Linked DNA regions of Mus musculus: region 2 is linked to region 1. Evidence: chromatin contacts called from public HiChIP or PLAC-seq data. All regions are on one chromosome and are shown on one strand. The core of a region is the stretch at or near the end of the contact, and the rest is flanking DNA. Distances in the headings are between cores, read along the strand shown.

What was found. HiChIP or PLAC-seq counts read pairs in DNA pulled down with a chosen protein or histone mark.
Region 2: an H3K4me3 HiChIP or PLAC-seq map of bone marrow-derived macrophages shows a contact between it and region 1, with 3 times the contacts expected there. The contact joins the enhancer-like site here to the promoter of Larp1 in region 1. A contact is called at or near these places in 2 of 484 Hi-C or Micro-C datasets (CD4 T cells and nephron progenitors), 2 of 115 datasets of contacts at active chromatin or transcription factors (bone marrow-derived macrophages and embryonic stem cells) and 2 of 9 other capture datasets (adipose tissue and liver).

The regions. Positions count from the first base shown.
Region 1 is chr11:58,006,477-58,012,935 of GRCm38.p6, forward strand. Larp1 (La ribonucleoprotein domain family, member 1) reads left to right here and starts at 2,588. Exons shown (of 19, transcript NM_028451.1): 1 at 2,588-3,071. The coding sequence starts at 2,717.
Region 2 is chr11:58,141,548-58,148,006 of GRCm38.p6, forward strand. It overlaps Gemin5 (gem nuclear organelle associated protein 5), which reads right to left. Exons shown (of 28, transcript NM_172558.3): 13 at 6,280-6,459; 14 at 4,846-4,985; 15 at 3,802-3,973; 16 at 41-262. Among named protein-coding and RNA genes, the nearest start is that of Gm33350, 15 kb to the left of the region's middle. Within about 2 kb of position 2,789, at least 13 of the 459 cell types and tissues checked have an H3K27ac peak or open chromatin away from gene starts, as enhancers often do. A contact at or near this core is called in bone marrow-derived macrophages, where this site is marked.

The DNA of each region.
Region 1 (6,459 bases), core at 1,338-3,837:
CTTCAAAAGAAGGAGATGAAATCATTATTCAGTTTACCTTCCCAGGGTTGAGTATTTCTAGTTGAGGACAGTCCTAAAAGGTTCTAAGTTCTGAGTTCCCCCTCCTGATATCCAATGCCTCTCTCTGGCCCCGGGACAGGACTCAGAGTAGCCATCTCTGAGCCCCAGTTCCCACACAGCAGGGCCTGACCACTTTTGTTGGCACCGGCACTGTGAGCTGGGTAGATGAGCCAGCTAGTTCGACATTACACAAAGCCCTGCTATGCCCGAAAGTTGTGTGAGGGTATATCTCCTCTCTATATCCAATTAGTAAGTGGCACATGACTTTAATCCCAGTACTTGGGAGGCAGAGGCAGTCGGATCTCTGTGAGTCTGAGTCTACAGAGTGAGTTCTAGAACAGGCAAGGCTACACAAAGAAACCCTGTCTCAAGGAAAGAGAGAGAGAGAGATATAAAAGAAAAAAACAAAGTATTTACCAATAACTAAAAGTGAACCCTGGTGGCAACGTGCATTGCTGTGCTCTTTGATTAAAGGGTAGACATGCCACAGTTTTAAGCTGGGGGAGGGGATCTGCCTTTAACCCCAGCACTCTTGAGGCAGAAGCAGGCAGATCTCTGTGAGTTCCAGGCCAGAGTGAGGAGTTTCAGGACAGCAAAGGCTCCCCAGAGAAACCCTGTTTCAGAAAACAACAACAATAACAAAAATACTGCTTAAATTCTCTATCTCCTTCAAACCGTATATTCCTCCGTGCTTCTCCGAGCAAGCGCTGGCTTTAGTGTGTTGTGCCTTATAATGGGGGCACTTTGGCTCTCATTGACTACTTAGGCATTAATTTTCCTCTAAGAGAGGGGCTATCAGGGAAGGCTAGAGAGCTGTCCCAGGCTTGCAGGCAAAGACTGGAGATGGAATTGAACACCAGATTGCTATGAACACTTTCCCCAGTATTCCCGGTGTCCACAATACCAGTGTCTGGTCTCTAAGAGTCTTTTCAGGAAGCCATGCCCCCCACCCAGGAGACCACCTGTTTTCTAATCCTTCTTTTGGAGAGTTCGCCAACCTTCCAGGCTGTTCGGTTCTCAGATTTCTAGATCCAGTCAGTTCCTGACACGTCTCTTATTTCCAGTATTTTGGGATCTGAGTTCAAGGAAACCTTCTCTCAGCAATTAAAGAAGCCAATCTCAGTTAAATTCATGATGTTGTAACCCTCTAATCCCAGCACTAGGGAGGCAGAGACAGGTGGGTCTCTGTGTGTCCGAAGTAAGCCTGGTTGCCTGGTCTACAGAAAGAGAGAGTTCTAGGATAATCAGAGCCCAGAACTAGACAGAAACCAAACCAAACCAAACCAACCAACCAACCAACCAATCAACCAACCAACCAACCAAAAACTCTGCTTGAAAAACAAAAAAATACCCAAACAAACCAAACGGAAAAAACAACCCAAAACAAACAAAAAGCCAATCTTGTCTACTTCATTACAGCACAGTGACTACTGCGCTGTAATGAAGTATTTGTTTCTCCTGTTTACTGTGCCTTCCCCCACCTTACAGTGTAAATTCCGGGAGGACAGGTGCTTGTTAGCCTGGTTTATTGGCAGACCTTTCTAAGAACTTTGCAGGCCCCCAGAGCATAAAGTCAGTAAACATTTATTGAACCAAATGACAGAGAAATTTGAAACCACCTGGCATAAATGGTTCCTTCATTTTACAATAGAGAAATCGAGACCCAGGAAGTGGACCTGACTACTGCTGATAACCCCTAACTAACTGCAATGGGGTCAGGGTTAAGATACAAATCTCAGAGCTTTCTGAGTCCCTCAATTAAGTGTCAGTTCAACTCTACCCTAAACAATTCTATAGAAAAAACACAAGCGACTTGAAAGAAAAGCCATTTCCTGCCTATAAAACACTGGGTTTCGAGGGCCTGCATAGCGTGGGTACTACTGGGAATTCTGTTCTCTTTCCGAGGCGCTCGCTGCCCCTGTGGGGAAAGAACTCCCTTGGACCCATTACCAGTGCTCTGGCCAGGCTGCAGCTGGGCCAAGGTCATCGGAGTGGGGCCAGAAGCCACGCACAGGGGGCGGCCAAAGAACCCCTCTGCATCACTAGCCAAGTCTGGGCTGACATAGTAAAAGACCCCAACGCGGAGCCCCGAGAAACACTTGTCACCAGCGTTAGCAGGCCGGGCCGGCCGCGTGGCCAGGTCCCATGTGCTCCACCTGCGACCGTTCTGGGGCGCTGGCCCTTTAAGGCTCCTCCCCCACCCCCGCCCTCCGAAGTTGCATCAGGCACGTGCTCGCCCCCGTCCACTTGCCGCGCCACAGGAATGGTCTCCAGGGGGCGGGGCCGGGGCGGGACCTTCCGCCCTGCGCGCGCGCGCCCGTCGCCGCGCCGTCCCCGCCCCTCGCGCGCCGCGTCGCGAGGCGCGCGCCCGCCCGCCGCCCGCCGCGGATCGCGTGGTCTGGCTCGGCTCTCCGCGCCGCTCCCCCCCTGGCCGTCCGCACCACTGCAGCCCCCCGAGCCGCCCCGGGCCGGGGGCGGGGGGACGCAGGCGGCGGACCGAGGTCCGCCAGGCCGGCTAGGCGCGCCGGAGCCTTCTGCCCGGCGCGCCACTCAGCGTCAGCCCGTCCGCGCCGCTCCGCGTCCGCGCGGCCCGGGCTCCGGCGCCCCGCCAGCGGCCTCGAGCGGGGCCCGCGGCGCGCCCGGCCCCTCCGCGCAGATGGCCACTCAAGTGGAGCCGCTGCTGCCGGCGGGCGCCCCGCTGCTGCAGGCCGAGGAGCACGGCCTGGCGAGGAAGAAGCCGGCGCCCGACGCCCAGGCCGAGTCGGGCCCGGGTGACGGCGGCGGAGAGCCCGACGGCGGCGTCCGCAGGCCGCGGCCCGCCTGCGCCAGGCCTGGCCGCGACGGCGCGGAGCGCGAGAGCCCGCGGCCACCCGCAGCTGCGGAAGCCCCAGCGGGGAGCGACGGCGAGGACGGCGGCCGGCGTGACTTCGTGGAGGCACCGCCGCCCAAGGTGAACCCGTGGACGAAGCACGCGCCGCCGCCGGCCGCGGTGAACGGACAGCCGCCTCCAGGTGGGTCTGCGCGGCGCGGCACTGGCCCGCGCAGTGACGCGGGCGTTTCCCTCGGAGCGGGGCTACCGGGGCCGCAGCGGTTGGTGGCAACGGCATGCCTCGGGCCTAGCTTGGCGGACTGGGCCGGGCGGGGCCGCTCGTGTGCCCTGTGCTCCCTATGCGTCTCGGCGCCTCGAGAGTGCGTGTTCAGAGAACATGTGTCATGGCTCCGAGCTGGGCCTGGCTTTGAACTTTGCAACTTTGCGCTTCGGGGAGCCGGGTGAAGCGTGGGGAGCGCGGGCCCCTGCGTGCCCGGGAGCCGGTTGCGGCCCGCGGCGACGCGAGGGGCGTGTGTGGCGGCGAGGGAGTGGCCGCGCCGGTGCGGGGCGGGCGGGTGACAGTTGGGCGCCATGCGCCGTGCCAGGACTGTTCGCAGCGCTCGCCGGCCGGAGCTGCGCGCGGGGCTCCCCTCCCCCGCTGAGTCCGGGTGGGAGGTGGCTCGGGAATCCTAGCCGGGCGCGATCGGCGTGGGCATCTAGTGGCGCACCACTCGGGCACAGCCTCCGCTTGGGTACTCCTGGGTGTTTGATAGTGAGCATGGCCCTTGAGTTTGATCGTCGGAGTCCTGGTACTTTTAACTTTAAAAAATGAAAAAAAAAAAAAAAACCAAAACCAAAAACTTGCTATGGAGCTTAGGTGTGGTTGCCTAACCTAAGCTGGGCACCGAGGAAGTCGGAGCTAGCCGCTTTCAGGTTCCAGAGTGCTGGAAAGTGTAGGCCTAGCCCTGGGGGAAACCAGCACGTTGGTTGCCCTTTCGATTTCTCTTAGGGTTGCTTCATAAGGAAGAGGGCACATGGGGTTGGGGGTGTTGTAGTACCAGAGTTTCCCTCTTCTTCTCCTTCCCTTCCCGAATCCTCTTATGCAAGGGGCAGTACTGAAACCTCCATTTTCTTTCATATCCTCGTTTTCCACCCACAGAGTGGAGGAATCAACTTTAAGACGCTCTTTGGTCCTGCCCCTCTTTAAATTCAGAGGTATAATCATCCTCTCGAGCCGCGCTCCTCAGAAGTTTAAATGAGGCTGTTCGCTCAGTTCGCCGCACTTAGCTACTGGTGAACCTGCCTTGTGGGTTTTAAATCAGCTGTGACAATCAGGCAGGATTGGGTGCCTGAGCTGGCATTTTGTGTAAAGCCATGGGCCCTTGATAGCTTGCGTCATTGGAGCTATTGATCGTGGGAAGAAGACAGTTTGGCTGGCATCTCAACTTTTCCTCAGGATAAAGCCAAACTCAATTTAAGTGACCAAAGCACACATTTTAGGTATACTATATCTGTTCTGTTCCAGTGGGGTTTTTTGGTTGTTTTTTGTTTTGGTTTGTTTGTTTTGTTTCTTTTGTAATCTTACCAGTTGGTTTTGATAGAATCTTTGGAGTAGTTTTTTGACAGACTTACCAGAACTAATCCAATAGCTTCTGAATTTAAGCTTGTTAAGACCTTGGTGCTTTTTAAAGTGAATTCTGTGATTGGGTTGTCTGTCTGGCAAGGCTAGGTGGTGGTGGCCTTATTGCCTCAGCCAAAGGGATCGGTAGGTCCCTTTTCAGCTCTGATTTTATCTTCAGCCAGGACATCTTTAAATGAATGTGCCACCAGTGGAGTGGTTGTGTGGTCTTGGGATTTTTATGTTCTGTGATGCATGTGTTTTTGGGAGTGTACAGAAATGAGTGTCTCATAAGCAAGCTAAGCTTTCCAAAGCTTGCTGCAAATGCCTATTTTTAGCCTTCTTTTGGCTCAGATGCTGGTGTTTAAGTATTTGAGGGACACTAGCAGTAACTAGTAATAAAGTATGTTTTACCCTCTCTTCCTTCCATGTGGCATTTCCTATCTTGTTTAACCTCTAAGTCCTAGGTTTGTATTGGGGAGAGGGGAAAGTGAGGGCATAGTCTTAGTGTAGCCTGGAACTTAGCTTGGAACGGAATCAAGGCTGGTCCTAAACTCCTGATTCTCCTACCTCTGCCTTCCCTATACCTGGTTTTAACCCCTCCCCACCTCCACCTCTGTGTGTTTGTTGTTCCTTAGTTCCAGTTTCATTCTTTCTTTTCTTTATACATACATTATGTACCTACTGCAGTTTCCCCTTCATTTTCCCCCCAACTCCAACCCACCCCCGTTTTAGATTTATGGGTTTTTTTGTTTTTGTTTTTTTCTGTTTTTTTGAGACAGGGTTTCTCTGTAACCCTGGCTGTCCTGTAGACCACGCTGGCTTCGAACTCAGAAGTCCGCCTGCCTCTGCCTCCCAAGTACGGGGATTAAAGGCGTGCACCACCACTGCCCTGCTAGGTTTATGGTTTTAAGTTTTGGGATTTGTCCTTTTGGACACCCTCCTGAACAGTATTTTTTCCATTCTTTCCCCTTATTCCAGCCACACCCCCTCTCAATCTTGAGTGCCCAAGTGGGAAGAGATGCATAGATTTTTGGGGTCAGTCTGCACGTGCTGTATCGCTGTCTCTTGTTAGCTGAGTCCCACCCTCCTCATTTGAACAACAGGGAATAGTTTATGATGTGCATGCCTCTCAGGATAGTGGTGACCCTTCACTGTGATAACAACATTTCTCAGCCTTCCTAATGCAGTGACCCTTTAAATATAATTCCTCAGTCCTGGTGACCCACCCCCCAGCCATAAAATTATTTTTGGTTTTTTGAGACAGGGTTTCTCTGTATAGCCCCGGCTGTCCTGGAACTAACTCTGTAGACCATGCTGGCCTTGAAATCCACCTGCCTCTGCCTCCCAAGTGCTGGGATTAAAGGCATGTGCCACCACTACCCGGCACAAAATTATTTTTGTTGCTACTTCATAACTAGCTTTGCTACTGCTGTGAATCATGATGTAAATATGTTTTCTGGTGGTCTCTGGTGAATCCTGTGAAAGAGCTTAAGAACTGTTGGTTCAGTGCCTAAGAGATTATGGGACCTTCAGAAACTTTTATGTGGGTCTTTTTTTTTTTTTTTTAACTTGTAAAAGAAGGCAGAGAATGAACATCTTTTATTTTTTGTGTTCAGTTTAGCACCCCACAAGAAATAGTTTGCTTTAAAGTTGACCTTTGAACTGGGTATGGTGGTTCACACCTATGAATCCTGCAGAAGAGTGGTCATGGCAGAAGGATGACTGAGAAATCAGGGCTTGGAGATACTTCTTTAAAAAACCAAACAACTAAGCAAACAAAACCCCCCACCCTTTTATGCACCCTTACAATAAAAATTCACATAAAACAATTACTTTTGGGAGTGGAGAGAGGGTTCAGTGGTTAAGAGCATCGATTGCTCTTCCAGTGGTCCCAGCAACCACATGGTGGCTCACAACCATCTGTAATGGGATCTGATGCCCTCTTCTGGTGTGTGTGAAGAGAGCTACA
Region 2 (6,459 bases), core at 1,539-4,038, 140 kb after region 1:
ATGAAGACACCAGCACGGACAGTGTTTCCTAAGCACCTACCTACAGGAGAGGGAGGCAGCTCTGGCTCCTGGGCTTCCTCCTCACCATCCTGGTCCGACAAGCCGTTCTCAGCAGGTCCAGAGTTCTCCTTTACACTCTCATCTTCATTGCCAACGGATGAATCCTGCTTTACAGGCAGTCGCAAGGTAGGTTTTTTCTTCTTTTTAAGCTTTGGCTTAAATTGAGAGAGTCGTTTTTTCTCTAGTTCAATACATTTTTTCCCTACAAAGAACACAATAAAATTAAAAATAGATAAAATACACTGTGAATCAGAAGCATCCTGGTGAGCTCGTCTGGAGCCCACAGCACTCTTCTGACAGGCTCACACACCTTCCTGCACTGCACCTGAAGACAGCTGCATCCTCCACCAGAGCTCAACCCTGGGAGCCCATCCATTCTACTCATGTCTTCCCACTCTTCATGGGGTACCTGGGAGTCAGTACATGCTTTCTTGTGGTTATTTTAAGCATATAATGAGGGTATCCTGACAGTGTCTGCTGTCTGGAGCCTAGAGGATGACGCGTGTGCTACAAAGGGCATGGCTGGAGAAGTGACCCAAGCCCTTGGAGGAGCCCAGAAGATCTTAAGTTGGACCCTGACATTGGACGGTTGGAGATTGACTTTTGCTTTTGATTGTGGCTGTGCCCTGATATTTTCCCTCTTGAAGGAAGAAACTGTTTTAGTGGAGCCCACAGTTAAGAGACTTTTAATTGTAAAAAGACTTTGGATTTTAAAAGAGATGGATATTTTAAAGAGATTGAAATTTTAAGAATATGTAAAGACTGTGGGACTTTTAAAGTTATTTAGATAACTTCTGGTTCCAGCTTCTTGACTGGTTCTATCCCAACCAGGGGGCACTTGTGATTCCCTGGTTGGAATGCACTGTTGGACAGAACTGGTTTTCAGGAGAGGCCTATAAACTCCAGAAGTATTAGACTTCCTTGTGACTCTGGAACCTGAAGACTATGATTCTCACACACCTGGCACTTACTAGTTTGCAGCTTTTAGTACGACTCTGTTTCTTCCTTAAAGCCTTTATTGTTTGCTTAGTCATTTTTATCATATTTCAACTGCTTTTGACAGATTCATAGCAGTGCAACCCAGCACTCCCACCACAAACCAGATATGAAGTGTCCCCTTGACCTAAGACTCTCCAACTGTCTTATAAATGCTCTGGATCTCCAGCTCCAGGTTCCTGCTAATCTGTCACCAGTCTGAATGTCACCTGTTGTAGGTTTTCATAGAAACAGTAGGTATTCTGTGCAGTCCCCTGATCCTGTCGACTGTGGCTTGTCAGAAACCCATCAATCTGATGCTTGATCAGTAGCTGTTCATTGTCTGTTCTGGGAGTGCTGACCCAGGCCTTGGACACATGACATGCTCTGTACTCAGCTGTCCCTCCAGCCTACAACGTCTTTCTTATGGCTACTTATGCTCATATGTTCATTAGCATTTGAGCTGTGTCCAGGTTCTGACCACAGACAAAGCTAATCTGAGTATTCTTTTTTTTTTGTTTTTTCGAGACAGGGTTTCTCTGTGTAGCCCTGGCTGTCCTGGAACTCACTCTGTAGACCAGGCTGGCCTCGAACTCAGAAATCCGCCTGCCTCTGCCTCCCGAGTGCTGGGATTAAAGGCGTGTACCACCACGCCCGGCTTAATCTGAGTATTCTTTTACCAGACTCTAAGAGGATGGGAAATGTTATCATTTGAGATATATTTCTTCATCTCCTGTTTTTAGTTGTTTATGGTAGGGAGATGTGTCAAACATCAGTTAGTTTATTTTCTTTAAATTAAAAAAATTATATTCATAAAATTTACACTTAGTTTTGTAAATTTGTGAAATTGACATGTAAATTAGAAACATTATATTTACATGATTGTGTGTCTGACAGAGAGGGGGGAGAGAGAGAGAGAGAGAGAGAGAGAGAGAGAGAGAGAGAGATCCATCAGAGGACAGCTTATGGGACTTATCTCTTTCCTTCTCTCATACTATGTGGGTCCTGGGGTTCAAATTCAAGTTGTCAGGCTTAGCAGCAAGTACACTTTTATACCCAAAATGCTGTGTAACAGTTTCCTCTGAGATTCAAACGCTCCATTCTGCAGGAATGCTCTTTAAGCAGGAATGCAAATAACTCAAAAAAGCTTCAGAAGTCCCTGAAACTGGCAGGATTCACGAGGTACCTCACTACCAGAGAAAGCAGTAAAAGCTGAGAGTCCCCCTCAGAGGAAGAGAAGCTGTGTTGCAAAGACTCAGACAAGCCAGGCTGCCAAGACTTCGGGATTTAGACCACTGCTTAGAAAAAGCAGAAGCTAGCTTCGCCATCTGGAGGAGGGTTAGAATAGTCATTTGGCAAGGCCACTTTCCAATCTGTTGAGATGACTACAGGCTGTGTGTGCAGTGTGCTCCAGGTTCCCATCTTTTGTAAGCTGTTGCCCACGTTGGGGTGGACTTTGGAAATTCAGCTGTCATTGAGTCACTTCTGTTCCTATAAGTAATCCCAAGGAAACACGTGGTACCATCACATAGACACCATTGGTGTTATCATCTATCTATCTACCTACCCACCCACCTACCCCCATCCATCCATCCATCCATCCATCATATAGAGAGAACTCACAAGAAACTAATACATACGCGTGTGTTATTAATACATACATATTAATTAGTGTGAGTCTGAGCACTCGTGATCACCAGGCAGGCCACAACATGCCTATGAAAGTCAGAGGCCGACCCTGGAGTCAGTTCCTCTTTCCATCTTTATATGGGTCCTAGAGGCTGAGCTCAGGCTGACAGGCCTGCTTGGCAATTAAGTCCCTTTACCCCATGATAACCAACCTGACCACATATGCAATCAACTAAAATCCAACAAGTAGGGCCACATCTGTGAGCAATTTTCTCTTATCTTCTTTTAATTTTTTGAGAGAGGACTGTCCTGGAGTTTGCAATGTAGAGCAGGCTGGCCTTGAAGAGGAAAGATCCTCTTGCTTCTGCCTCCCAGGTGCTGAGATTAAAGGCACATGGCACTATGCTGAGCTTTGTGAGAGATTTTCTGGATTGGATCTGAAATCAGAAGAACCATCCACACCTGGGCCACACCTCCGGGCCTATATAAAAGGCCATGGAAAACCTTTGCTTTTGACCACTTGTCCTCACTCTCGTCAGCATCAGAACCTACTTCTTTAGGATCCAACACAGACTGAAGACCAGCAGCTTTCTGGGAGTCTTCCCAGACTCTAGCACTAGATTGCAACTGCTGAGCAGTCTTGTGCACTGAATAGCTACTACATCTTTGGCCTTTCCATCAGGAGTCAACTGTTATCAGACTATCCAGACCACAGCTTGTAAAACACTCTAATAAATCCTGTCTGTGTGTTTCATTCTATCAGTTTTGTTCCTTTAGAATCCTGAGTAACCCCCATCCATTGTCAGACATCTTGCTGCTCCCCCCTCAATTCAACTGTCTGTTTGTTTAGCAAGGTCCCTTTTAAGTTGATCCCCATACTTTGATGTGACTCAGTTCTCTGAGTACATCTTTTCTTTCTGGCATAAGATGTTGTAGGTTCTTTCATTTCCCAGGGTTGCCTGACAACCCTGGTAAGAGTTCAGCCATACTTGTTACAATTTGGCAGTGCTATCCTTGGCCCTGTAGGTTACTGACCCATCCTACAGATGCTAGGTGGGTTCAGAACAATTACTAAAGCAGAGGAAAAGAAAATCAGAAACAACAGTGTGTAGGCTCTCCAACTTCTTCTAAACCAACCTTGAGGAGGCCGGGAATGGTCCTGCATGGAAGTCAGCCACCTGTAGACACAGAAGTCATCTGCACCTGAGTAGATGCATTCTGGATCCACTGGGGACCACGCGACACATAGCAGCCGGCCTCGATGTCCTCGGAAATTGAACAAAGGTTCTTCCCGGAGGGCATCCCACACCTAAAACCACAGCAGTGGACAGAATGGACAATTGCTGGTTATTCTATTGTTCTGTGTCATTATTTGCTCAGTTACAAATACACTCAAGATGGGCTAAGGCATTCATGTGACAACACCAGCTCCCAGGGGAGGAGCATGTGTGAGAGGCATTCCTATGGAAATGATCCACTGCTGCTCTGTGGACCACATTATCTCAAACCAGAATTGTGTTAGTATTTGTCCTGGGGAGCTGGCGCCGTGGCCCACACCTACAACCCCAGCATGGATAGTTGAAGCAAGAGGCTTAAAGCTTTGAGCATAGGATCATGAGACAGTTCAGTGGAAAAGACACTTGCTGCAAAAGTCCGATGACTTGCGTTCAATCCCCTGGACCTACATGATGAGAGGAGAACACCAACACCTACAAGTTTTCCTGGCCCCTCCCCACCTCCAGCATGCACACAGACTCGTACTGTTTCTATCTCTGTCTCCGTCTTTGTCTTCATCTCCACACCCCCCCTCATGCATGTACATACCTATAAAATAAATGTAATTTTAAAAAACCAAACCAATACAAAATACCAAGAGTCTTAGCACAGCCTACCTTACACAGCAAGACCCTGAAGCAAAGGCCCAAACAAAAAAAGTGCCTATAGTTAACTGACATCTTCATGTTGGTTTGGCTGAAAGAGACTTTTGGGCTACAGTGTCTACAGAGAGTAATCAGAAGGCAGCACACTGACTGTAAGGCCAAATGTATGACGGAACTACAAGGTCTTCTGGCTCCTCCTTTCTACAGACAACAGAAGGGGAATGAAAAGAATCCCAAACAGGGAAGAGGACATTAAATCAGACTACACAGTGAAGGATCCTGAATCAAGGACACACAGTACCTGAGCTGTGCCATCGTAGCAAGCAGATACCAGCCTTCCGTCATGATGTGGGCTCCATGCCAGACTGGTAATCTTGGCTGTGTGCCCCGAGAGGGTGCGGTAGGGCTCTGTGATGGTTATTGGAGACTCAGGATTGCTTTCTGAAGGGAAAGGGGGAGAAGTCACAACAACAGTCACAGGAAGGGTGCATAGGAAGATAGAACATGACAGGAGGCAAGGCTTTAGTCTTTCTCAATGACCAAGAATTCTCAACTCACTAGATTATAAGAGCCACAGGATCAGGGAATTTGCTGCCAGATTGTGTCTCCTTTAAAAGACCATGAGGTCTCATCAATATGGCTGCCCAACCATGACCTGAACAAAGACGACACCACTAATGTAGAAGGGAGAAGGCTCATGATGCCTACACAGACAAAGAACTACATGCAACTTAGAAATACTGAGAGGGAGACACAGCCTTCCCCAGGAAAGAACACATCAACTGGTAATCCAACATCAAGTCATCAGCCCTGAACACATAAACGTAAAAGCAACACTATACAGACTGGGCAGGTAACACTTACACATTTAGGAATATGTGTGTGCAACAATGATTAAAAAAAAAAGAGCCCAAGATTTGAAAGAGAGCAAGGTCTGTACACAGAAGGGTTTGGAGAGGGAAGGAGGAGGAAATGACATAACTGCATTATAAGCTCAAAATTAAACAACTGTTAAAGATGAATGCAGCTCACTGACATCTGACATGCAGGCCACCATAGGAAATGTGCTACACAAAGGCACCGACTCTAAAGCAACCTGTCCTGTACATAATTACATTCACACAGGACTTTAGATAGTAAGAGATTATCTGGAGCCACTCGTGAGAAAATACTAGATAAAACAACCAAACAACTGTTCTTGTTTCCAGTTACCACCAATTCCTTTACCTGAAAAAATCTGACATTTCTTGGTAATATGGTCTGCTCTGCTGATATGGTGACAGATTACCTCATCTTAAAAAAGGGAACGGGGTGAGGGAACTGGAGAGATGGTACAGTGGTTAGGAGTAAAGGCTGCTCTTCCTGAGGTCCTGAGTTCAATTTCCAGCACCCTCAGGACAGCTTATGACCATCTATAAAGGGATTGATGCTTTCTTCTAGCATGCAGGTATACATACAGCAGAGCACTCATATACATAAATTAAATAAATAAAATTTAATAACAACAAAGAACAAGAAAACCCAACTGATCTGTGAAGTCTCTATACCTACATTTAAAGGTTCTTTCCCTGGGCACAGGACTGCAGATTATAGTTGGACATGAAGTACAAGATGCAAGCCAGCACTCAGAAGGCACAGGCAGGAGGATAGTGCTCAAGGCTACAGGAGGCCAGCCTGGGCAACATGAGCCCGGCTCAAAACTCCTGCATCATCCCAGCCCAGAAGTCAGTGTTACCTAGGACTGCTTTCAGGTTGTGCACGTAGATGACTGCATTGTTGGAGCCAGAAGCAAGGAGACAGCTCAGCTCTGGACGGCTGCCATGCTCATGGTGCCAGACTATGGCGTTCACAAGCTTGTGGTGCTGCTGGATGGTGCACAGCAGCCTCAAGTTGGGGACTTGGAATATTTCTATTG